2 separate regions of the Hordeum vulgare genome follow, and region 1 is linked to region 2. The links are chromatin contacts, called in public Hi-C maps. All regions are on one chromosome and are shown on one strand. Each heading gives the region's core, a stretch centred on a gene start, on an enhancer-like site or on the middle of the called end of the contact. The rest is flanking DNA. Distances are from core to core; before and after follow the strand shown.

The links. A called contact is a pair of places that touch in the nucleus more often than the background predicts.
Region 1: a contact with region 2 is called in a Hi-C map of leaf, with 7 times the contacts expected there. The contact joins the promoter of LOC123427618 here to the enhancer-like site in region 2. A contact is called at or near these places in 2 of 6 Hi-C or Micro-C datasets (leaf and seedling) and 1 of 1 datasets of contacts at active chromatin or transcription factors (embryo).

The regions. Positions count from the first base shown.
Region 1 is chr2H:601,387,927-601,392,614 of MorexV3_pseudomolecules_assembly, reverse strand. LOC123427618 reads right to left here and starts at 2,061. Exons shown (of 5, transcript XM_045111697.1): 1 at 1,812-2,061; 2 at 651-703; 3 at 439-543. The coding sequence starts at 653.
Region 2 is chr2H:601,233,005-601,238,084 of MorexV3_pseudomolecules_assembly, reverse strand. It overlaps the pseudogene LOC123427617. Among protein-coding and RNA genes, the nearest start is that of LOC123428717, 62 kb to the right of the region's middle. Within about 2 kb of position 3,419, at least 3 of the 3 cell types and tissues checked have open chromatin away from gene starts, as enhancers often do. A contact at or near this core is called in leaf and seedling, where this site is marked.

The DNA.
Region 1 (4,688 bases), core at 812-3,311, 160 kb before region 2:
AGGATGATGTGGCAGCTGACTAGTCAGAAACTCGGGCATGTATGTTCCACAGGGGTATACAATGTGGTGAGGGAGCAGCACGGTGCAGCTAGTTGAAACCTATTCGCCAAAGTGGACACAATTCCATAGTGCTTAGCTTAATTTGATGAAATTTGAGAGATTTGACATAATTTGATGCGATCCTAATGAGTTTGTGTCCTAGTTGTCTGTCCACACAGCTATTATGCCATCCTAACAAGTGGATCTAACTTATCCGCTTGGTAAAATAGTAAAATAGAGTAAAAGTTGTCGCAATATCACAAATAAGTGGTAGCAGGATTTTAAGTTTTTAACAGGGTAAAAGCTTTTACAATTTCACGAGTTCACGACTAGCTAGTAAAAACTGGAATTTACTACTCGAAATATTTCCACAATTTAACCAAGGGAAACATACTGCACCTTGTCCCTCCTGACCCTAGATCCAGGCCGAGTCTTTCTAGGCCTGTACTCTATCAGCCAGCCATCAGGTAACTCCTCTCCGGCAGGCTCTCTTTTGGTATCAACCTAAGCAGGTAAGCAAGAAGTAGGAGTTAAGCAACCTTGCGAAATATTACTAATAGTTACTGTATTTATATCCTAAAAAGGAAATTAATAATTTGAGGTTTCCATACCATGATCCCGTGTGGGCAGTGCAGGACACGGTATCCTGTCAGGCTAAAAGATCCTAAATCATGCAAGGAAATGGTAAGCATCTGGATGAAGCACATCAACACATGGAGCTGCCATAACATGCAGTCAAGCATTCATGTACTTTGCTGAAATAACAACAAATAAGCTGCCAGTCTGAAGCCGTCTGTGGGGAAAGCTGATGGGACAAGGCTTTTATGGGGGCACTAAAGAAAATGTCTTTTGCAGTGCATGAACTGAACCTGTTCAAATCCACTCCTGAACCAGATACCTCAGTTGAGCTACTAACAGAACTTGCTAATCCCAGGTCCTTGATAAAAGGATGTAGCCACACAAACTCAAGAGTGCAGCAGCTAAAAGGGTTGTAGTAGTATCCTTGTTTTAACCAGGAGCACTAGTCGTATTTTCTACTAAGATGCTGATGACTATGGTGATCTGTGGATTGCGCCCCATGTCCCAAGTCCAATTGCTGCTACCTCTGTTGAATAAAATCTCTCTTTGTTTCGCGAAGAAAGAAGAATAAAATCCATTTTTGACCACACACACGCACATGCACCGGAGATAGCACAAGCCTCAAGCTCAGCAAAGCTAACCGATCTAGGAACTCTTGCTGGGGAGATTAGCAAGCAGCTCAAGGTCCCGGCACAAAGCGCTGACCACGAGAAAATCATGAAGAGAGGGAAGGGGGGAGCAAAGAGCTGAGCGATACCAGTAGTACTAGTTATCTTATTCTACTTTGCACTGGAAAGGATGGCGTTTCTGTCTCTGGATTCTTTAACGAGGGGAGACGCAAACGATTTACTGATCGTAATCACACGGAAACCACGAGGGTGTCGCAGCAGGGTCCCGGAATCCAGATCCAAAACCTCACGCAAATCACCACGAGTAGTATTTAATTCTACCAAGCCAAGCAGCACGGCAGCAAGCGCAGAAAACCTCGGCGTGTTGGCATGCTGCTACCTGGAACAACAAGAACACGCGCATGCTCTTGGCACGCAATCGTAGCCGGAACGCTGGCCTCCCCGTAGAGCACGGGGGATCCATCGAGGAAAGAGAAAATCAGCAAGGAAAAGAAGAAGAAGGAGCGAATCCGGCAAAAAACGAGGAGGAGGCCGAGCAGAGCAGAGCAGAGCAGGAGCACTGACCTTATCACCGGCCAAGGCTACGGTGAGGCGGCCATGGATGGGGTCCGCGCACGCAGAGGCCAGGTGGTCGGGGAGAGGAGAAGGGGGAGAGCCTGGACCGGGAGGGAAGAATGACAGCGGGAGGAGGAAGACCAGGAGCACGACGCACTGGGAGTCGGGAGGAGTAGGAGCCGGAGGAGGACAGCAAAGGAGGCGCCCCCCTGCCCTTTGTTTCTTTGTTTGTTTTACCGGCCCGATCTGACAGATGCCGCGCGCGGGAGGCTCTCCTCCCCGTCGTCTCGTGATTCCGTGAGGTGAAGGCGACGCTCGCTCATGCGTGGACTGTGACAGTGTCGCCCAACTGTCCGCTCTCTCGGGCTGCTCGGTGTGGGTGTGGGTGTGGGTGTGGATAATGATGGCGTCCATCCTCGCGCTCGCGCCACGGCCGCTACTGGACAAGGCGCGGGAAGGGAAGGGAAGTCGTCGTGTGACCTGTGATGGCTGATGGAATGGAATGGAGGTGATGGAGGTGGAGCCATTTCTTCCTTTCTTCGCTCCCCTGCTCACTCGCTGTCCTTCATTTGATTGTTGACTTGCTGGCCGGGCGGTTTTTACTGCCCGCGTAAACGAGGCATGTGTCGACACACAAGGTGTCCTTTTCTTTCTTTTTTGGCGGGAATTTCTTGTGCTTCTAGCTGCATGGGTGCATGGCATGGCTTCACTGTTGGCATTTACTAAGAATTAGTGGTAGTATGCATCATCCTCTCCTCTGCTTTCCTTTAACAATGCAGGTCTAAGGCGTCTAGGCGGTCTAGCTGACCGACTGGCCGGAGCGAGCTTTGTCGTGCCTGCGCGTGAGCCGTGGCCGGCCTCCGATGCCCACACAATTATTGGCGTCTCTGAACCCTCGCAAGACATCGAGGTGGCGCCTGCATTCTGCATCCATCCATGAGCGCGGATGACAAAGGATCACCGTCATCACCATCATCATCATCATCGTCACACGAATCACTAAATCTGGCCAGACGAATGAGATCCTTGACTCGGAGCCACCGAAAGGATCCGAGAGAGAGATAAGATGGGCAGCAGCAGGAAGGAATCCTATTCCCTCGCCTCACCCGTAACGTAATCCAAGCTAGCTACTAGCTGCATCGATCACAGCATTCAGATACAGTGATACGGCTGATGCATGAGAGATCACGTAATTAGCAGCAGCGTGTTTACGCTTTGAATTAGCACTGGCACTGAGCCAGGCCACGGCCAGGGCCACGTGCTACCACGCCTTTTCCCTGTTGTGCGTCGAGCCGAGCGCCTCAAGAGACGTGGGCTGGACCGCGCGCTAGGCCGGTTGCTGCTGCAGCTGCAGCTGCAGATTCAAGGGGCAGAAGAAATATACAGCACGAAGATCCGGTTATGAAAAACTGCATGCATGCAGCGTCTCCCACCCAAACCCCGATCCCCCTGCTCGTCTCGGTGAATGAATAGCCAGGACGGGCACGGCGCCGTACCTCTCTGGCTGCAGTCGAGTCGACGGTGTCCTCTCCTCGTCCGTCCCAGCCTACGCATTCATGTCGGCGACGAGATTCACGGCGCCGTCGACGGGCGACATGTCATGTCAGGGGGAGGAGCGATTAGGAATGGCAGCAAGACCAAGGAATGGACGCAGACTGGCCTCTTCTGACGAGTGATGCATGGAGCTGATTCTATTCTAATCTCACGCACTGCAAGGGGGCGCCGCTCGCGAGTGCCGCGTCTCCGCTTCCCTCGCCTCTTCCAACGCCAGATCTGTTGACTGTTTCGAATTACACACTGCCTTCTTTTCTCTCTCAAGACAAGGCTTATATATATTCACCTCTTCTTTTTTGAGAAATGGATTATATTTACTGCCCTTTTTTTTTAGAAACACATTTACTGCCTTTTATTGAGAGAGAGAGAGAGAGAGAACGTTTAACTTGCCTGAATTGCCCATGAGGCCTAATGGCTCATACTGCATGCCTGCTACCTGGCCCATGAGGCCCAGTGATTCACAGGTCAGAAATCAGCTCAATATTTTACATCTGCTTCGAAACTGTTTCTAAAAAATGGTTCGAAAATCCCGTTCAAAGGCAAGCTCCATGGAGGTCAGTTTTGAAATATTTCAAAATCCATATTTTTACATTTCAATTAATTTTGAGATAACGTATAGATATGCATGGAGACATAATGCACAAGTGCGTAAATTTTTAGAACGAAATACGTTGAAATTAGGGTTATGCAAAAAAAAAAAACTTTTTAACGCATGATAATATGCATCCTACCAGGCTATGAATTTATCTTTTCTGTCTAGATCATATTTCAAAGTATTTCATCCTGAATTTTTACACACATACACATAACATCCTTGTTTACTTGTATAATACTATTATTTATTTAGATTTTTCTAAAACTGAAAAGTTTGAATTTTGATTTTTTTTCAAATAATTCAGCCTCCACCAAGAGCCAAATCGCCACACTCCATCTGGTTCATAAATAAAAGTATATAGCAGGAGAGGGTCGTCACTTTTTTGAGCATACGACATGAGTGATTCAAATTTTACTATGAGAAGAGAGCTTAGGACATCTCCAAAGCTAGTCACTATTTCCCTTCTCCAAATATATTTTTTATTTGAACTGTGTTCATTGACAAGATATCAGAGCTTGCCATCTAACACTGCCCGCATACATTTTAACAACTAATTGAACTAACAAGAAAAAAATTCATGCCAACACGACGTATTTTCAAATAAATCATAAGAGATTCATGAAAAAGTGACGGGTTTCATATAAACATGACGAAATTCATTACATTTCGGACACACTTCAACTAAAAGCGGAACTCATTCAATTCCGCCTGACGCTGGCGATACCATCAGTGGTCGA
Region 2 (5,080 bases), core at 2,170-4,669:
TTGTGGGTCATCAAGGTGTTACCCCCGATCTCCAATACACATTGCACTGTCGGTTTTAGCTCATCATGTTTGTCCCACATCACCTCATGTTGAAAACGCTTCACACTCCTAGCTTTTGTCTCCCTAGGAGCTAGATGCAGTAAGATTGGTGAGTGATCTGATGAAGCCGACAAGAGATGCTCTACAATGGCGCCCGGAAACTGCACACACCAGTCAGTCGTGGTAAGAACTCTATCTAGCGGGACCTGAGTAAAAGTGCCACCTACAACTCGTTTCTAAGTCCACATCCTGCCCTTATACCCCAAGTCTACCAGACTGTAGACATCGACTGCATCACGGAACCCTTGTATTTGGGATTGACTTCGTGTCTCGATACCATCATGCTCATCGTGGCATAACACTTCATTGAAATCGCCCATGCAAAGCCAAGGGATATCATGTAGCGTCGCCGGATTTTTCAACGTGTCCTACGTATGGTAGCACAAATGAGTTTGGGCCTCACCGTAGAAACACGCGAACCTCCACGGATCACCTGCAAACATACTGTTTTTTGCATCTATATGAAGATTGGAGTACCCCAAAATCTCAGTTTTTATTCCATCATTCCAAAATATTGCTAAACCAACGCTCCTACCATAGGAGTCCACACCAAAATAATTCTCATAACCTAAACTATCTTTTAGACTCTCCACGCGGACACCACTGATCTGGGTTTCTACTATACATATTACTTTAGGGGCAAACTTTATCACGAACTCACGTAGCTCTTGAATTGGGAGGGCGTTGCCAATCCCGTGACAATTCTAGCTTAACAGATTCATGGCACACGACGGTCCTTCCCACAGGAGGCCACCAAACGCGCATTATTAGTTTTGACACCAGTTGCCTTCTTCCCATCCATGCCAACACTTTTATCTGTTGCAACCAATGTCCTCAATCTTTTTGGTTGTTGCTTTGATGGAGGGCTAGGGGGAACAGGTTCCACGTCCATTGCCTCCTTGGACACCGACACAAGCTCCAAAACCTATGCCAAAGAAGAATTATCTGCATCAACAGTCTCACATGTACGTTTGTGGCTCGAGTCCATCTCGTCAACCTCAATGTCCTCCGCCTCGGTCTCACATGTATGATCACAAGGGCTGTCAGTTTTAACCCCCGATCTCAGCTTCTGAGAAGTGTTTCTCCTCCTCGTCGCCCAACTGGTAGTGGCAGGAGCACGAAGGTTTTACAAAACCAATGCAGACGGAGGGTGCACTCCATCACCATATTCCTTGTAGTGGTTTCCCATTAAGCCACATACCTGGCACTAATCCGGGAGCCTTTCGTATCTAACAACAAAGATCTCGCGTTCTCCTTTTCTGATCAAAGAGATCGCCTTCTTCGGAGGGTTATGAACATCCAGCCCGACTCGCACCCGTAAAGAAATTTCATTCAAAGTCAAAAGATAAGGGTTCAACGTCCACAAACTCGCCAAGCTTCGATGCAAGAGCCTTCACCTTTCCATGGTAAGGAGGAGGGACATCAATGATCCTAGCCCACACCTCAAAAGTGAAAAGCTCTATTGAGTATTACTTGGGGAATTCGTCATAAGGAGCAATTAGCACTCAATTGCCTTCGAAGTGCCAAGGGCCTCCCTGTGTCACCGTCTCCGAGTCGCCTAGACAGTCGAATTGCGTAATGAACAAGTTTTCTTCCAAGGTGAGAGGACAAAAAAACCTAACAAGAGGGTATCACATGCGTGCTCCTTCGAACAACCTTACTTGAGCAGGATTTGTTCTACATGCTATTATCGTTGCATCCTTTACCAAAACCAGTTTGTGTGCTACTGCTTTAACTCGTGAAGTGGGCTGGCCCATCGCGTGCAGATGCTCCCACGCTTCAACGAAGCCGCGTCTCCTGGACGCACACACGTCTTCAATAGGATACACCATAAAAGGAAGCCGTATGTTTTTCGAAAAAGAAGAAAACGCCGTATAGGAAATACCCTCAAATCCGGTGGGGTGGGAGGTTTTTTTTACAGAAGAAGGGAGGGTAAAATTTCCTGAAACCTAAAATCTACTGGAGCAAAAGTTGGGCCGGCCCAACTGGTGTTGCTGGTGGTGGCACCATCATCATATTGGAGGACCAAGCAACCACCCCGGATTTTAGGGTGTGTTTGGTTGGAGGGATATCCTCCCAGGGACAGGGATAACCACTTTTTTCTGTGGTTGCCATGCGTTTGGATCTGGGGCGAGGAGGGATAGAGTCAACCAGATGCTGGGAATATTCTCCAAAAAAAGGGATGTGGCCAACCGCCAAAAATGGGCGGGCGGTGGCAACCACTCTGGGGCGGCCGGCGCGGGAGGCGTGGCCGGCGCGGGAGGCGCGAGAGAGGCGGCCGGCGCGGGAGGAGGCTGCCGGCGCGGGAGGCGCGGCCTGCGCGGGAGGCGCGACCGACACGGGAGGAGGCGGGAGGCGCGGGTGGCGGCCGGCGCGGGAGGAGGCTGGCGCGGGGGGCGTGGGTGGCGGCCGGCGCCGGGGACGTGGGTGGCGGCCGGCGCCGGTGGAGGCCGACGCGGCAGGATCCCATCCTCCCAACCAAACAAAAAAAGGATAACCTACCCTTCCAACCAAACAAAAAAAAGGGTTATCCCCAGCCACGTGGTTGGGGATACCCACAACCACCCTAGCATATCCCTCCAACCAAACACACGCTTAGTTGCTCCACTTGTCCCCAAATCCCTAACCCTACCCGAAGATGGCGGCGGCTGAGGAGGGGAAAGCTGCGGAGGAGATGGAGATGGATCGCTCCTATCCTAACCGCTCCGACCCCTTCTTTGAGGTCAAATTCGGCAATGATTTCGTCGACATTCCCTCCAACGCGGACGAGAGCCCCGCCTGGTTGCTGCTCGTCGGCGTCATAAGCGGCGCCCTGCGCTTCCACCGTTTTCGCGTGGCGAGATCCGGGCGAATCTCAGGTCAGAGCGAAGACACGCTCGAGATCTTCCACGACCACATGAAGCCGCAGGGGTACAGCTTGAGCGCCAGCGCAGCCCTAGTTCCTGACGGACGCTCGCTCTGCCTCCTGCAGCGGGTCGAGAAGGCGGAAACCGACGCCCTTCAGCTGCAGCTGCCGGCTGAGGAGCAGCCGCCGGCTGAAGTACCGCTTCCCCCGCGGGATCCAAGCATGCGTGGTCGGTGCATGCCCATCTCGGCCGACGGCCACATATGGGCCGTGTCGGCTACCTATTCTTCTTCCACGAGTTACCGTCTCCTAGTACAACGCCTGGTCATTGAAGAGGAAGAGGGCGCAGCTGCACCACGTTGGGAGCAAGTCGGGGTCCCCTTGGACGAACATTGCAAATTCGAGCCCTCCCTCCCCACCATATGGGGTCTTGAGTTCCTCCAGGGCTACGCCGTGCTCCCTGGCCATGGCCCTGAGGGGGGCACCCTCATCCTGCTCTCCCTCCAAAACAGCCTTTTCTTCACTTTCAATTGCTCCTCCCCTGACTTGGGCTGGACCAAGGTAATCCACACCTCAGAGGTCAAGTACTACGTCCCTATCCTCGGCCGTGGCCTCTATGTACAAGAAAGCAATGCCATTTACACGCTCCGCAAAAATGTGATCTATGCATACAAGCTGGGATATGAAGAGAGAAGTCTGAAGATTGATCCCCCTGTGGAGATTATATTTCCTTGTGTCACACGAAGCAGAGCCCATGGCTTCCTCACCCATCTGGGCTCCGGGGTCATGCGCTCTGTCTTGATGATTGTGGGGCTCCCGTGCTGGCAGGACCACCTACACGCCATTATCACCACCTTCCACCTTGGTCCTGACCCCTCCCATATCAAGATCCTGCACTCCACCTCCCGCCAGCTGGACATGTTGCCCATGGGAGACATCAATGAATTTGAATTCTGCTTTCTTCAGTAAGTTTCTCTGTCCACTAAAGCCATGTATTCATTTTGACCATTAATACATCGGTTTTGATGTAACTCAGCTAGCTGAGTTTTAGTTATGGTCTCGGTCACTCTTTTGTACTGATTAATTGTTGTTTTCTTAATTGCTATTCAGAAACGTTTCTAGCTGTAGACAAAAACGTAATCAGCTGCATGAGTGCAAATACGATTTACACGCCCATGTGAAACGTCTCGTACAAAACCAGCTCTGTAGACAACCAATTTTGTTTTGCTTTTTGTCTACAGTGCTGACTACGTTTCTTTACTGATTAATTGTTGTTTTCTTAATTAATTGCTATTTTTATTTTTATTATTCACTATTAAGTAGAAATTTATTCCACTCTTTCCCTTTTCCTAAATAAGTGTATTCATTTCATTTAACTTAATGTTCATTTGTTACCATATATTATAAAATTGTCTATTTAGGCTTTCATTATTTATTTGTTCTTACTTTTAGTGTTTTTTTTTCACTTTTTAGTCCTTGTTTTATTTAATGATTTGGTGTCTTCTTTTTGTTTTCCATTTTTATATTAATGACAATAATATTCATAGTCGGATTGCAACTACAAGATTTGAAATGTGGCCGCCACTTCAAGTATTTCAAAGTAGGGTGCAACTGCATGTATTCGAAGTCAGGTCGCAATTGCAAGTATTCATAGTCGTGTCGCAATTGCAAGTATTCATAGTCGGGTGGCAACTGCATGTATTCGAAGTTAGGTCGCAATTGCAAGTATTTTTAGTCGGATTGCAATTGCAAGTATTCATAGTCGTGTTGCAATTGCAAGTATTCGTAGTCGGGGTACTGCAAGCATTCATAGTTGGATCGCAATTGCAAGTATTCATAGTCGGGTCGCAATTGCAAGTATTCATAGTCGGGTCGCAATTGCAAGTATTCATAGTCGGGTCGCAATTGCAAGTATTCATAGTCGGGTCGCAATTGCAAGTATTCATAGTCGGGTGGCAACTACATGTATTCGAAGTTAAGTCGCAATTGCAAGTATTCATAGTCGGACCGCAATTGTAAGTATTCATAGTCGGGTCGCAATTGCAAGTATTCATAGTCGGGTCGCAATTGCAAATCTTATTTGTGCAGCAATAAATGGAAATGCTAGAATCAAGTTGTTTTTTACTAAGAAAAAAA